Regions from separate parts of the Sus scrofa genome. Here region 2 is linked to region 1. Evidence: chromatin contacts called from public HiChIP or PLAC-seq data. All regions are on one chromosome and are shown on one strand. The core of a region is the stretch at or near the end of the contact, and the rest is flanking DNA. Distances in the headings are between cores, read along the strand shown. Region 1 overlaps LHPP (phospholysine phosphohistidine inorganic pyrophosphate phosphatase). Region 2 overlaps FAM53B (protein FAM53B).

What was found. HiChIP or PLAC-seq counts read pairs in DNA pulled down with a chosen protein or histone mark.
Region 2: a contact with region 1 is called in an H3K27ac HiChIP or PLAC-seq map of skeletal muscle. The contact joins two enhancer-like sites. A contact is called at or near these places in 16 of 47 Hi-C or Micro-C datasets (alveolar macrophages, blood, embryonic fibroblasts and 9 more) and 2 of 2 datasets of contacts at active chromatin or transcription factors (alveolar macrophages and skeletal muscle).

What each region holds. Positions count from the first base shown.
Region 1 is chr14:133,945,983-133,951,768 of Sscrofa11.1, reverse strand. All of the region lies in intron 6 of LHPP (phospholysine phosphohistidine inorganic pyrophosphate phosphatase), which reads right to left. Among named protein-coding and RNA genes, the nearest start is that of TRNAE-UUC, 54 kb to the right of the region's middle. Within about 2 kb of position 3,023, at least 10 of the 83 cell types and tissues checked have an H3K27ac peak or open chromatin away from gene starts, as enhancers often do. A contact at or near this core is called in skeletal muscle, where this site is marked.
Region 2 is chr14:134,112,320-134,118,137 of Sscrofa11.1, reverse strand. All of the region lies in intron 1 of FAM53B (protein FAM53B), which reads left to right. Among named protein-coding and RNA genes, the nearest start is that of FAM53B, 20 kb to the left of the region's middle. Within about 2 kb of position 1,452, at least 27 of the 83 cell types and tissues checked have an H3K27ac peak or open chromatin away from gene starts, as enhancers often do. A contact at or near this core is called in skeletal muscle, where this site is marked.

The DNA of each region.
Region 1 (5,786 bases), core at 1,774-4,273:
CCAGAGCACTGGCCCATGATATGACCCAGCCCCCAGCCCTGGCTGAGCCCCCTGGTCCCAGCCACCTGCAGCTCCACACCCACCACGCCCAGCTCTCCTTCTCCTTGCGTGTTCGTGGGGAGGGTCTGTGGGGACAAAATTCGGGCACAGCCAGGCCAGTGTCCAGGGCAGCCTGATCCCCACCAGACTTCCGGCCCCAGGGCAGCGGGAGGGAGCACAGGTGTAGCCCAGCTGCAGGTGAAGGGGGTGGGGCCAGAAGAAAGCCCGGAGGGAGGCCCTCTGACCCGTGCAAGGCTCGCGGAGGGAGTGCCACATGCGGACCTCTCGTCCTCTTTCTCCAAGAATCGCTCTGAGAGGCTGAGTTTATCAAGCCAGAACACAAGCGGAGCCCTGGGGACAGCCGAGTCACAAGGATCTGGTTCCCCCAGTGCTACGGCCATCAGCCGGGTGCCTGTCCCAGAGCCCTGGGGTGGTAACGGCGGGCGTTGGCCCCACCCACCCCAGTGCGGTAAGGCGCAGGCACTTGGGACCCGAGGCCCGGGTGCAGAAGCAGGGTCCTGGGAGGCTGCGGAGCGTGGAGCCTGGCCTCATTATCAGCTCCAAAGGCCAGCTTACAGGATATTCCGGTAATTGCAAGGTTTTTTGTAAATGTTAATTACGGTTGCCTTAATTAGCTCCGAATCCATTGATCTATGGATTATATTAGGTTTATAAGTGTAATTACCTTAACAGGCATATGGATTACAATTATGCTCCAATTAAACCCCAAGCGTATAGCATATAAATCAGCCAAGGGCTCCTCCTCATTCTCGGGGTCAGGCTATTAAAATGCTGCTGCTTTAAGGGCATTGCACGGGGCTGGCCCTGCACAGGCGCAGGGGCACTTGCGGGTCCGGAGGCAGGGACGGGGAGGTGGGCTGCATCGTCTCTGGTGTTTTCCAAAGGATGGCAGCCCAGGCCCAGGCCTGATTTAGAGATGACCACCGCAGCGGGGCGGGGGGGATGGTGGAGTCCCCGCCTGCGAGGCAACGGCTGGAGGATTAAAAGCTGCGCCCAGCTTGGTCGCCCCTCCTGAAGACAGCCCAGGGGCCCCCTCTGTCCCTCGAGGAGATCAGGACACGCATCAGCCCCTTAATTAAGGCCCTCGGCCCCCCCGGGGGGAGATGATTCTCTCCTTATCTCTGGATGGGGGTGAATATTATTAACCCACTTTCCACGGTGGGGGGTAGGGAGGCTGCAGGGCCAGCTGGCTGCCAAGAGCAGGAAGGCAGGCCCCCCTCTGCTGATGGCGTGCAGAGCCCCCACCCACAGCCTGGAGGATGGAGGGGGTGACCATGGGGACAGCCCAGCGGAGCAGGGGGAGAGGATGGAAGTCCCTGCGGTCGGGGGAAGGGGTTCTGAGGGGACCAGAGGCGGAACTCCCTCCTAAGCCAGCTGCCCCGCCCCCAAGCTGGGGCAGAGGGACTGTGGGACCCCCACAGCTGTGAACCTGCTCCCCGGGAGGCCAAGCCAGCCGAGGGACTGTCACCATCTGGACTCAGAAGGCTGCAGCCCTGCTGCCGCCCTGGCCCGGCCCCCTCCCCACCCTCACTCCTGCGGGCCCTCCACTCAATCAAGATGAGGGAGGAGCCCCATCAGGAGGTGCAGCGTGTGGGGCAGGGCACTGCGGTGGGGGGTCAGCTTCCGTGAGGGCACGCGGGCCAGGATGGGTGTCTGGAGCCTGGGAGGGTGACCGCCAAGAGGGCGGTGGAAGGGCTCAGCGGGCAGAGGTGGGAGTCTGGAGCCTGAGGCAGCAGAACAGGCTGGGCACCTCTGGGAGAGGGCTAGCTGGGCATCAGAGCCACCAGCCTCCCCTCCACTTGGTCTCAGAGGCAGGTGGTATTGAGGCTGGGGGCTGTGTCCTCAGGAACTGTGGAGGGCAGGTGGGCACTGGTGCTGGCGGGCATGACAAAGATGACAACAGGTACCAATCCTGGGAAGACACGATTTCACAGGAGGTAGTGGCTCCTACGGCCTCATTTTAGAGACAAGCTATTAGAAGTGGGGGCGCAGGAGTTTCCGCTGTGGCTCAGTGGGTGAAGAACTTGACTTAGGGAGGATGTGGGTTCCACCCCTGGCCTCACTCAGTGGGTTAAGGTCCTGGCATCGCCATAGGCTGTGGTATAGGTCACAGTGTGGCTCGGATCTGATGTTGCTGTGGCTGTGCTGTAGGCCAGCAGCTGCAGCTCTGATTCAACCCCTAGCCCGGGAACCTCCATGTGCCACGGGTATGTCTACAAAAAAGAAAAACAGTGGAGGCATCGCAAGGCCCACACAGAGGACCCAGGACGGCAAGGTGATGGCCCTAGAGTGATGGCTCTAGATCCCACCCAGACCAGCCCCCTCTGCGGGCAGGCTCCTGCTCTGAGCATGGCGGTTACCCTGGGGGCACAGAGGAGGCTGTGGGCAGCGGGCCTGGCCATCTCAGGCTTGCGGGCCAGCGGGCCCCGTCCTGCAGCCCCGGCTGCCCTCATCTGCAGCTGGCATCCAGAGCCCCTTTCCTAGAACCGAGGGGAAGAGCCAGGCACACACCCCTGTGCCCATAAACACGCTATGATGGTGCCGCAGCAGCTGAACCACCCACTGCACGTGAAACACATGATACCCCCCTCCTGGGTTTCTAGAAATCTTCCAGATGAACAAAAGCAGCTGTACTGTCTGAGCACAAGGACGCACAGACAGTGGAGAAGGGGCCTCGTGCCTGACGGCTCAACAAGGGCTGTGTCTGGGGGGCAGTCATCCTCAAGCAAGGGCTCAACAACCATAAAGGGGGGTCCCTCCAGAGCCCCCTGACCCACAGCTGCCTGAGGGCAGAGGCCACAGGCACAGGTCGGGAGAGGGTACCGAAAGGGCAGTCTCGGCAGGAGACCAGGCTCCCTCGGCCAGGAAGGAGTCCCCTGCCGCCGGGGCTGTTCAAGTCCGGCCTGCAGGCGGGAAGAGGAGAGGCATCCATCCAACGCCCAGGCCTCGGAGCCACCAGCCCCGCATGCCGAGGTTAGGACATGTGTCACCCGTTTCCTGCCAGGCCAGCACTGTCCCCATGGCCAGCAGTTACCGAGCCAGGTGCTTTACAGCTGCTTCGTGATTTGATTTCATCCTTGTAACACTTGACAAGGCAGACATGCCCAGACCCATCTGCAGACGGAAAAGTGAGGCTCAGGGATTCACCCCTGGCCCCAAAGGGCCCAGTCTGGCTCTGACTGAGTCAGGATTCAAACCTGGGCCTCTTGAATCCAGAGACCATGCCTCTTGCTGCAGCCAGAGGCCCACCTGCCTGGCAGCCCCTTCCATGGAGGGAAGACTCCATTCCAGCAAATCACACCACCGGTCACCAGAGGAATCCAACATACACTGGGCTCCAATTAAAAAAAAAGAGTAGCAAATGGCTTCTTCTATCAATTTCCAAGGCTTTAAAACAAAAAGGACCAGCACTATAAAAGAAAGCCCCTTTCTTTCCAGAACTAGGGCTTAGAAACCGAGTTCCTTCCTTTCCCTTAAAGCTCTGTGTGGAGCAGATAAGATTCATTCATTAGGAGGCTTTCACGCCAGCGATGCATTGCTAGGAATTATTTTGCAGAAATTAGACTAGATTTTCATATTAGAAACATGAGTTCCCATTCAGAACTAAACATGATAATCACTATTGACTTAAAAGGAGTCACGCCTTTAAAAATGCATGCCTTTATCCTAAAATGTCCCCCTTCTCTGTTCTTTCCAGGTCAGGGAGGCTTCAAGGCCACTGACCTTGTCCCATGAGAAAGACACAGCAGAAAGAGCCGACGTCACTGTCCAGGGCTCAGGTGTCAGCTGAGGCTTTGCCCAACCAGATGCACAGCTCGGCTCAGCTGCAGCCCGTCACACGGAGATCCAGACTTAAAGACCTGCGGCCAGCCAGGGTCTCCACCTGCATGTCCAACACACCTCTCCATCATACAGAGGCCAAAGCAGGACAGCCCCCAGCCCTGGGCTGCCCTAACAGCCCAGCTTCCAACCCCCAAGCCCACCAGCGGCTCGGGTCCCCAACCTGCAGTCTCCCTGGCCCTCCCGCCCCACCGCTCCCCAGCCTGCCTGTCCCCAGCTCTGGACCGAAATGTTTTCAGACTAAAGATGTGATGTCTGATGTTTGCTTCAATTAGTCTACATGGGCCTGGCTAACAGGAATTGTAACAAAGTACCATGACCTAGGGGGCTGAAGATAAGATGGATTTCTTCTCTCACAGTTCCGGAGGCCAGAGGTCTAAAATTGGGGTGTTGGCAAGACCACACCCCATCCAGCAGCTCTTCCTTGTTTCTCCCGGCTTCTGGCGGCCCCAGGCGTTCCCTGGCTTGTGGCCGCGTCCCTCCCATCTCTGCCGTGGTGTCACACGGCTGATTTCTCTCTCTGTCTTTGCCTCTTCTCCTCCTGAAGGACGCCAGCCACATGGCATTAAGGGTCCACCCTACTCCAGTGTAGCTTCAGCTTAACTGGTTAAATCTGCAACAACTCCACTGCCAAATAAGCTCAGCTTCACAGGGCCCTGAGCATCTCCCCAGCCTGGGCAGGCCTTGCCCTGGAACTGTTCTTTCTGGATCCCTCCATCAGCCCAGGCCTCCTCTTTACAGCCAGAAACTCTAGGCAATGCTACCCGGAGCCACGCCAGAGGCCTCGGGGGCCCAGGGGGCTCTCTGTGTGTTCCCAGGAGATGGAAAAGAGGCTGACCCCTTCTGCGTGCTCAAACTTCTGCCTGGTGGACACCAGGGAGAACCAGCTGTGACTTTCCAGAACTTCTCTTTCCTCCCCAATGACGTGCATTAACAGAATCATTAATGGAATCTAAAGTCCAAACCATTAAGTGAGAAACTGGAAACAGTTTTTAAACATGAAAATAAGCTTTAGAAAGCATTTCTTTCTTTCTTTTTGGAAGAGAAAAGAAAAGGAAAAAGTCCAAATGCATTAACAAGGGGGCTGGAGCACCCACACCTAGGACCCGTGTGAAGGACACGGGACTCGCGAGCAAAAGGTGCGAGGTAGCACTTCTGCCGCGGACCTGGCAGGTGTCCGGGATGCGAAGTGAGAAAAGCTGGGTGCAAAGAAAAACATACAATTCTGCTTTTTAAAAAACAAACAAGACGACCCCCGCCCCTCAGGGGTGTGTGTGTGTGGAGAGGGACAGAGAAAGAGAGAGAGAGAGAGAGAGGCACACGGCAGTTCGTGAACGCGTTATTCTGGAGGTGGGGGTAGGAGAGAGGAGAGAGAGCGATACAGAAATTAAAGACCACAGGAAAATAAAACAACCCGTGGGATACAGTGTTAAGTGAAAATGCCCAACACCAAACTCAAACCATAATATTCTAAGTATCTAAAAATTGATATAAAGGAGACCGCCACACACCAAGGGATGGAGAATGGAGTGTGCCATGTGCGGGGGACTCCAGGGAAGGTGACGATGGTGAGGCTGGAGGGGAGCAGGGCTCCTAAGGACAGGAATTCTCCACAGGCCATGGGAAACCCGCAGAAGGCGCTTGAGGGAATTTGTGTCTGAGCTCCTTCCGGCTCCGGGAAGGTGGACTGGAGGGTGAGGGCAGGATGGAGACAGGGGACCAGCCAGCAGCCGCTGCCAGTGTCGGTGTGAGCTTTGGGGCACAGATTCTGGTGCAGAGGCGGGATGGTCACGGTGACCGAGGAGGGTGATGGCAGGACAAGGGCTGGCTGAGCAGTGGCCCCTACAAAGGTGTTGGGTGGGGACAAGGCAGATGGGACCATGGCC
Region 2 (5,818 bases), core at 203-2,702, 170 kb before region 1:
AGTACTTGGATGCTGCCAGCCATGCTGCAGACCTAGGAACCTGCTGATCCAGCTCCCAGGGTGCTGCTCCAGTCCAGAAAATGAAGGAGAGCCACGGGGCAGGTCTGTGTCTTCCTCCCAAATGCCCCTCCAGAGAACAACAGTAATTTTGCTCAAGGACTTCTTTTCCCATGAGAAGGTGATGTTGCTGTGCAATCATTTAAACATCAAAGACAAGTTTTTAAATAAAAGCCAGCAGTGTAGTTGCTGAAGAAGTGGACTTGAACGTCCTAAGGCTGGCAGAACAAGTAGAGCATTCCACTGTTTTGATTGATGATGTTTTCAGTCAGTTTCTTTCCTCTGTTTTCAACTTCGGGTATGTTGCATGTAGTAGCATTTTAGAAGTTCATAAAATTCTTTGAGGAAAAGCTTGGCGATACCTTATTGTAAACGTGGTGGCTACAGTTAAATGGCATATTATGGGAAGTCCTGTAGTTAGTTCTTAGGCTCTCTCTCCGTTCCTTTGAGTCTTCATTCCCCTGTTGATTCCTCCAGTCTTGCCTGCCTCTCCATCCCCCTTGTGCTCTAGGAACCTAGTGGGTTGGGTGTCCCTTAGGTGGGTTCAGGGAGCAGGCGCCTGACCCATGATGGAAGCTCAGGAAAGGCCAGCCCGCTCTCCTCCCCTGCAGGAGGCTGGAGAGGAGGAAGCCTTGTGTAAAATCCGGGAGCTGGCAGCAGAGGACGCCTCGGAGCAATTTGGTGTATCTTTGCCTTGCTCTTTAAAAAAGCACGCCCTTACCCACTGCTTGATGCTGTGGGCCCTCAAGACGGAGCCTGGGCCCACTGTGGATGTTTCATGCAGGCAGTGCGACTTTTTTGAATTGCGTGCTGTGTGGAAAACTTTGTTCTTGCCCTTAAAAAAAAAAAAAAAAAAAAAAAAAAAAGACTGAAATAAGCAAATACATCAGCACAGCCCCCATCATTACCATCACTATACACACCTCTCTGATGTGTAATAAAAGAAACCTGCAGGCATAATTTGTTATGTAATATGCTGATAATACAGGTTTCGGTTTTAGATGGAAACCAGATGTGCCGAGGTTCTCTTTAATTGATCCAGCAAGGGGGACACTTTAATAGATTAACTAGCCCTTGCAAACCCCGGAGGTGATTTTTTTTTTTTTTTTTTTGACTTGAGAGAATCCCAAACCCAGGGCTTTTTTCGAGGTTTTTGCCTCTCAGCTTCTTGCTTTGCTGCAGCTGTCCTTTTTGTCAGCCTCTTCCTCTCTTGAAAGGACCGGTTTGTTGCCAACACGAAGCACATGGCCGGGTCTGGCGGGGCTCAGCGCAGCTTAACTCTGCCGGGCTCCACTCTGCTCGCCTGGTCCAGCTGCCGTCCCGCCCTGCGCCCTACAAAGGGACTTGGGTGCCGTGGGGAATGCTGACTGGTTTCCCTCCGCCCCTCTCCGAGATGTCTCATCGTCCAGGGAGAGTTGTTGTTTAAACTTGCCCAATGAATAAACTTTCCAAAATCATTGACTCTCTTTCTGTGATTAATTTCTATGTTTGTTTCCTGCCGAACTTTATGAGGGTTCTTTCTACACGGCTGAGTCACCTTTATTATGGCCCAAGGTCGGGGACTGCACTGTAATAGCTGACCCCATTAACAGCAGTTTCATTGCGTGCCGGGATGTGAACTTTGGAAACAAACCCAGCGGCTTAGATATGCTGATGTGCCCGGAGACTTGCTCAGAAAATTTTTTGTTTTAGCGCAGTTTACATTACCATGATGAATGACCCGCGCCACTGCAAAGTCTATATTCAAAAGCAATTTACCGTTCCCCAGGGTTCTTCTTATGGTGAAGTAATTTTCTTTGCCAAACAACTTTGTTTTAAGGTAACTTCTTGTTTGATGTTTAATCCAAACCTCCTGTGCCCGCAGTTTGGGATCAAGGTTTGGGCCTCGAAAATTGCGGGTTGTGGTTTTGGTGGTGCCGGTCCTCGCCCTCCCGAACTTTGGTCACGGGGGGGCCCCCCCGGATTCTGGTCTTCACCAAGTCCTCCGAGATCCTGAGCAGCAGCAGAGCTGGTGCCGCGCTGGTTAGGATGGGAGGAAATCTTCCAGAGGAAACTTGGCTTCAGGCTGTCTTGGAGGGAGGCTGAAGCGGAGGACAGGCCTTTTTATTTTTTTTTTTCCCCTCGCAGCAACTGGAGATACTTGAGCTTTTGCAAAAAACAGAGACGTCTTTGCTGCAGCTGCCTCCTCCTCCTCCTCCTCCTCCTTTTCCATCTTCTTCTTCTTCTTCTTCCTTTTTTTGTGAAGTGTGGGTTGATTGAGAGGGGAAATGCTGATGGGTGGGTCTGAAAGCAGTCTTAGGAACCCGAGAAAATAAAAACACAGTTGAAGGACTCTGGAAGATTTTGCATTTCAAAGGGTCTACCTTGTAGAATTTCACATCACGTCAGGGGTTACGGAGAAGTGTGACAGGCACCCCGCTTCTTTACCGTTCTCTTCTCCTGCCGTGGGGGCTGCTCGGGAAGCTGCCTTGGGGGGGATGGGGGCCGCCCGGCCAGACTGTGCAGGACTGTCACGGAAACAACAGCACCCCTTAGGCATCCGGAGTCCCCGGAGGGACTTTTTGCACTGGCCCCTCTCAGGAGTTGAAAGCAGTGGGCGGTCGGTAAACAGCGCATTTGATCCCAGGACGCAGGAGCAGGCCAACTCCTGGCTGCTCTGGCTCTGTTCGCTCTCCCATGAAACAAAGAACCAGCTTCTCCCCCCTGTACTGGTGTAATATGGTTCCCAAGAGCCCAGGATGCAGGCCCACAAAGAGGGTGCAGCGGCATTGAGCCCAGGTGGGTGTGGATTATTCAAAGGACAACAGCAGGACCCAGTGGTGGTTGAAAGCTCACCCTTGGCCGGGGGCTTTGCAGATGCTCCCTCTAATTCTCAAAGCCGTCCTGCAGTTAGAGCCGAAGACACAGGCTCAGAGAGGCCAAGTAACTGGCCCAGGGCCACACAGCTGGAAGGCCAAGCATCTGGTGGCTCTCCTCTGGTGTGTCTGGCTGCAGAGCCTGCCTGCTCTCCATACAGCACGCTGTTGGTTGGTGTGTTCAGGAGGTGGAGGTACAGGGTTCTGTTTTATCTCAAAACACAAATTTTGTTTAGTCTGTTAACACCACGGGGACACGTAGACGTTGTAACTGCCTCTTTCTCTTGCCCTCCCTTTCCATAGCACCCCCACTTTTTTTTTTTTTAAAGGAGTGATTGGATTCTGTATCTACCGTAGGATCAGAGGCGGTGACCCAGATGGGAAGACTGAAATGTTTTGCTTCCTTCCGACAAAAGACAGATTCACAAGAAAATACAATCTTTTCCAGTGACCTTCTGGGGGAAGCAGGGGCCAATCTGGCCGCCCACTGGAAGCATCACCCTTTATTCAGAGCCCTTTGCCATTAAAGAGATTGTTAAAAGGGTTTCCAGCATTTTTAAAATTTTCGTTAGTAGTTCAGATGTCCCAGAGGAAATGATCTTGGGGTGCCTGCCCCCCCCCGGTTCGTATAATATCATGTTTTGTTTACATGCCTCAGGTAATCAAATAACGGAACACAATTGCGCCTTCTCCAGCGCGTGGGCACTTGGTATGCCCCAGCCAGGGCTGGGCAGAGGCCCTGCATTCTGTCCCAGACAGATGGCCCTTTGCAGGTTGATGGCGGGTTGGGCGGGGTTGGGGTGAGGATGCTGGTCTCCAGCAAGGGCTGCCTGGCTCGGGCTGCTGGCCTTTCTGCTCCTAAAGCGTTTGTGGGAGAGGCCTGCGACCTCGACCCCGAGGTTTTAGAACGGACAGCTGTGGTCTTTGACCTTGGCTGCACATTAGAATCACCTGGGGAGGTTTACCAATCTGGATGCCCAGACCAGATCCAGGACCGGTGACGTCAGAATCTTGGAGAGAAGGCGTACCACTCTGTGCTGGTATTTTAAAGTATTTTGAGTTGCTTCTGTTGTGCATTGAAGATTGAGAATGAGAGCCGGCATGGACCCTGCCTCTGCCTCGCTCCCCTTCCCAGGGGGTTAGGGACCTGCCTGTGGAGGAGTGGAATAAACCTGTTGAAATTTTCCGCAGCCTGCTGCTGGGTCTCTGTGAGGGAGAATCTGAAATGTACCCACCCCTGGGCGAAGTGCCTGCTGCAGGCATCAGCCAGGTAGTTCCTGTTTCTGCCGGGTCTTGGGTGCGCCTCCCTGCACAGGAACCAGTACAGCCCCTCTGAGCCACCTTCTTTCTAGAAGGAAGAGGGCAGGTTTTTGTTCAGTCTGTTGTCTCAGGGTGGTTGTCCTGCGTGCCCTGCACCGCCACCCTCCCGCTCCCGTTGGTCTTTCCAGTGTCTTGTTCCTGCTGAAAGTTTGGCACATGGTATCCCCCTGGGGCTCAAAGGAGGGAAGATGCAGTTTGGGTCCAGGGTGCGTCTTGGTGATTTTCAGTGTGTCGTTGGTCCTTTTCTTCTTGGTTTGCAGTGAGTGTCATACTGTCGGCCACCTGGCTGGACCTGACTGTTGGGAACCCGTCCTCTTACATACCTGGGACTGATTACATGTTGTAGAATTGTGTTTAGGGTGGTCCGGGGTTGGCCGAGGAGAGCGAGAGCTGCCGTGGCCTGCTGATGTCATCTTACAGAAGGGACATCCCGCGAGAGAGATGCAGTGATGGCCCCAAGGTCACATGGCCAGTGCACGGAGGGACCAGAACCTGCGTTTCTCCCGGGTCCCCTGCTTGAGGGCCGTCCTCTGTCCTTTGAGACTTTGAGACACAGTCTCGCTTGCAGACCGCGAGCTGCAGCACAGACCCACAGGCAGCAAGGTCACGGTTTAGAGTTCTTTAGGCTGGTGCAACGTGCCATCATTGCTCTTGGTGGACTTGGCCGGTGCGTCCCACTCTTTGCTTGCTCCCCTGATGTGTGCACAGCAAGCATCCTACAGCCCACTGAGAGTGCCAGCCAGGGACACTGAGTCCTGACGGAAAGCCCTGAAACCCTGAGCTTGATGGAGAGGGCTTTGGTCGCCTTGGCAGGGGTTTATCTCCTGCGCGCTGGTGGTGGTGGTGAATAAGTGCTCTTTCTCCTTGGCCAGGAGTTGGGTCGGGGCCTAATGAGATGGGGAGGGGGATCGTTACTCCGCATCCAGACGCTGATTGGGCTCCTGCGGGGGGTCCTCGTGGAGCTGCCACTTTGCTTCATTAGCCCACTTAATCCTCAGCGCAGTCCGTGGCCGAGGCTCTAGCTCCATCTATGGCTGAAAACACTGCTGCTCAGAGAAACGCTTCCCCGTGGGTGGCGGGGGCAGGGGGTGTCCACTCTTTGCGGAGGGCCTCAGGCCTGTGTTCTTACCCCTGCACCGAGCTTCCTCTGCGTCCAGGGGCTGCCCCTGTGCCGTGGAGGTGTGGCTCGTGCTGAAAGCAGGGGGCATCGCCCAGGGGGTGGTCCCTGGCAATGACGGGCTACCAGGCTGCTACTTCCAGGAGGGTCTTGGGTGGCAGAGCCTGCGGGGGGTGGGGCTGTGGTGGGATCCTGGAGAGCAGGGCCTCCCTGGGTCTCTCGGTGTCCCAGCAGTTGGACACTTGGACAGTTGGAGTCCCGCGTAGACAGGCAGCTCCTGCAGCCTCTGGCGCTGCCTGCCTGCCCGCCCCACACCCTGGGGAGGCCTCCCTCCTTCCCAGCTGCCCTCTGGCCAAGGTGCCCTGACGGACAAGGCCCAGCTGGGAGAGGCCTGCACCGCGCCTGGAATTCCCCTTGCTTTGGCATTCACCTTGGCCAGGGGCCTGGGAGTGGAGGGAGGTTCCCGCTG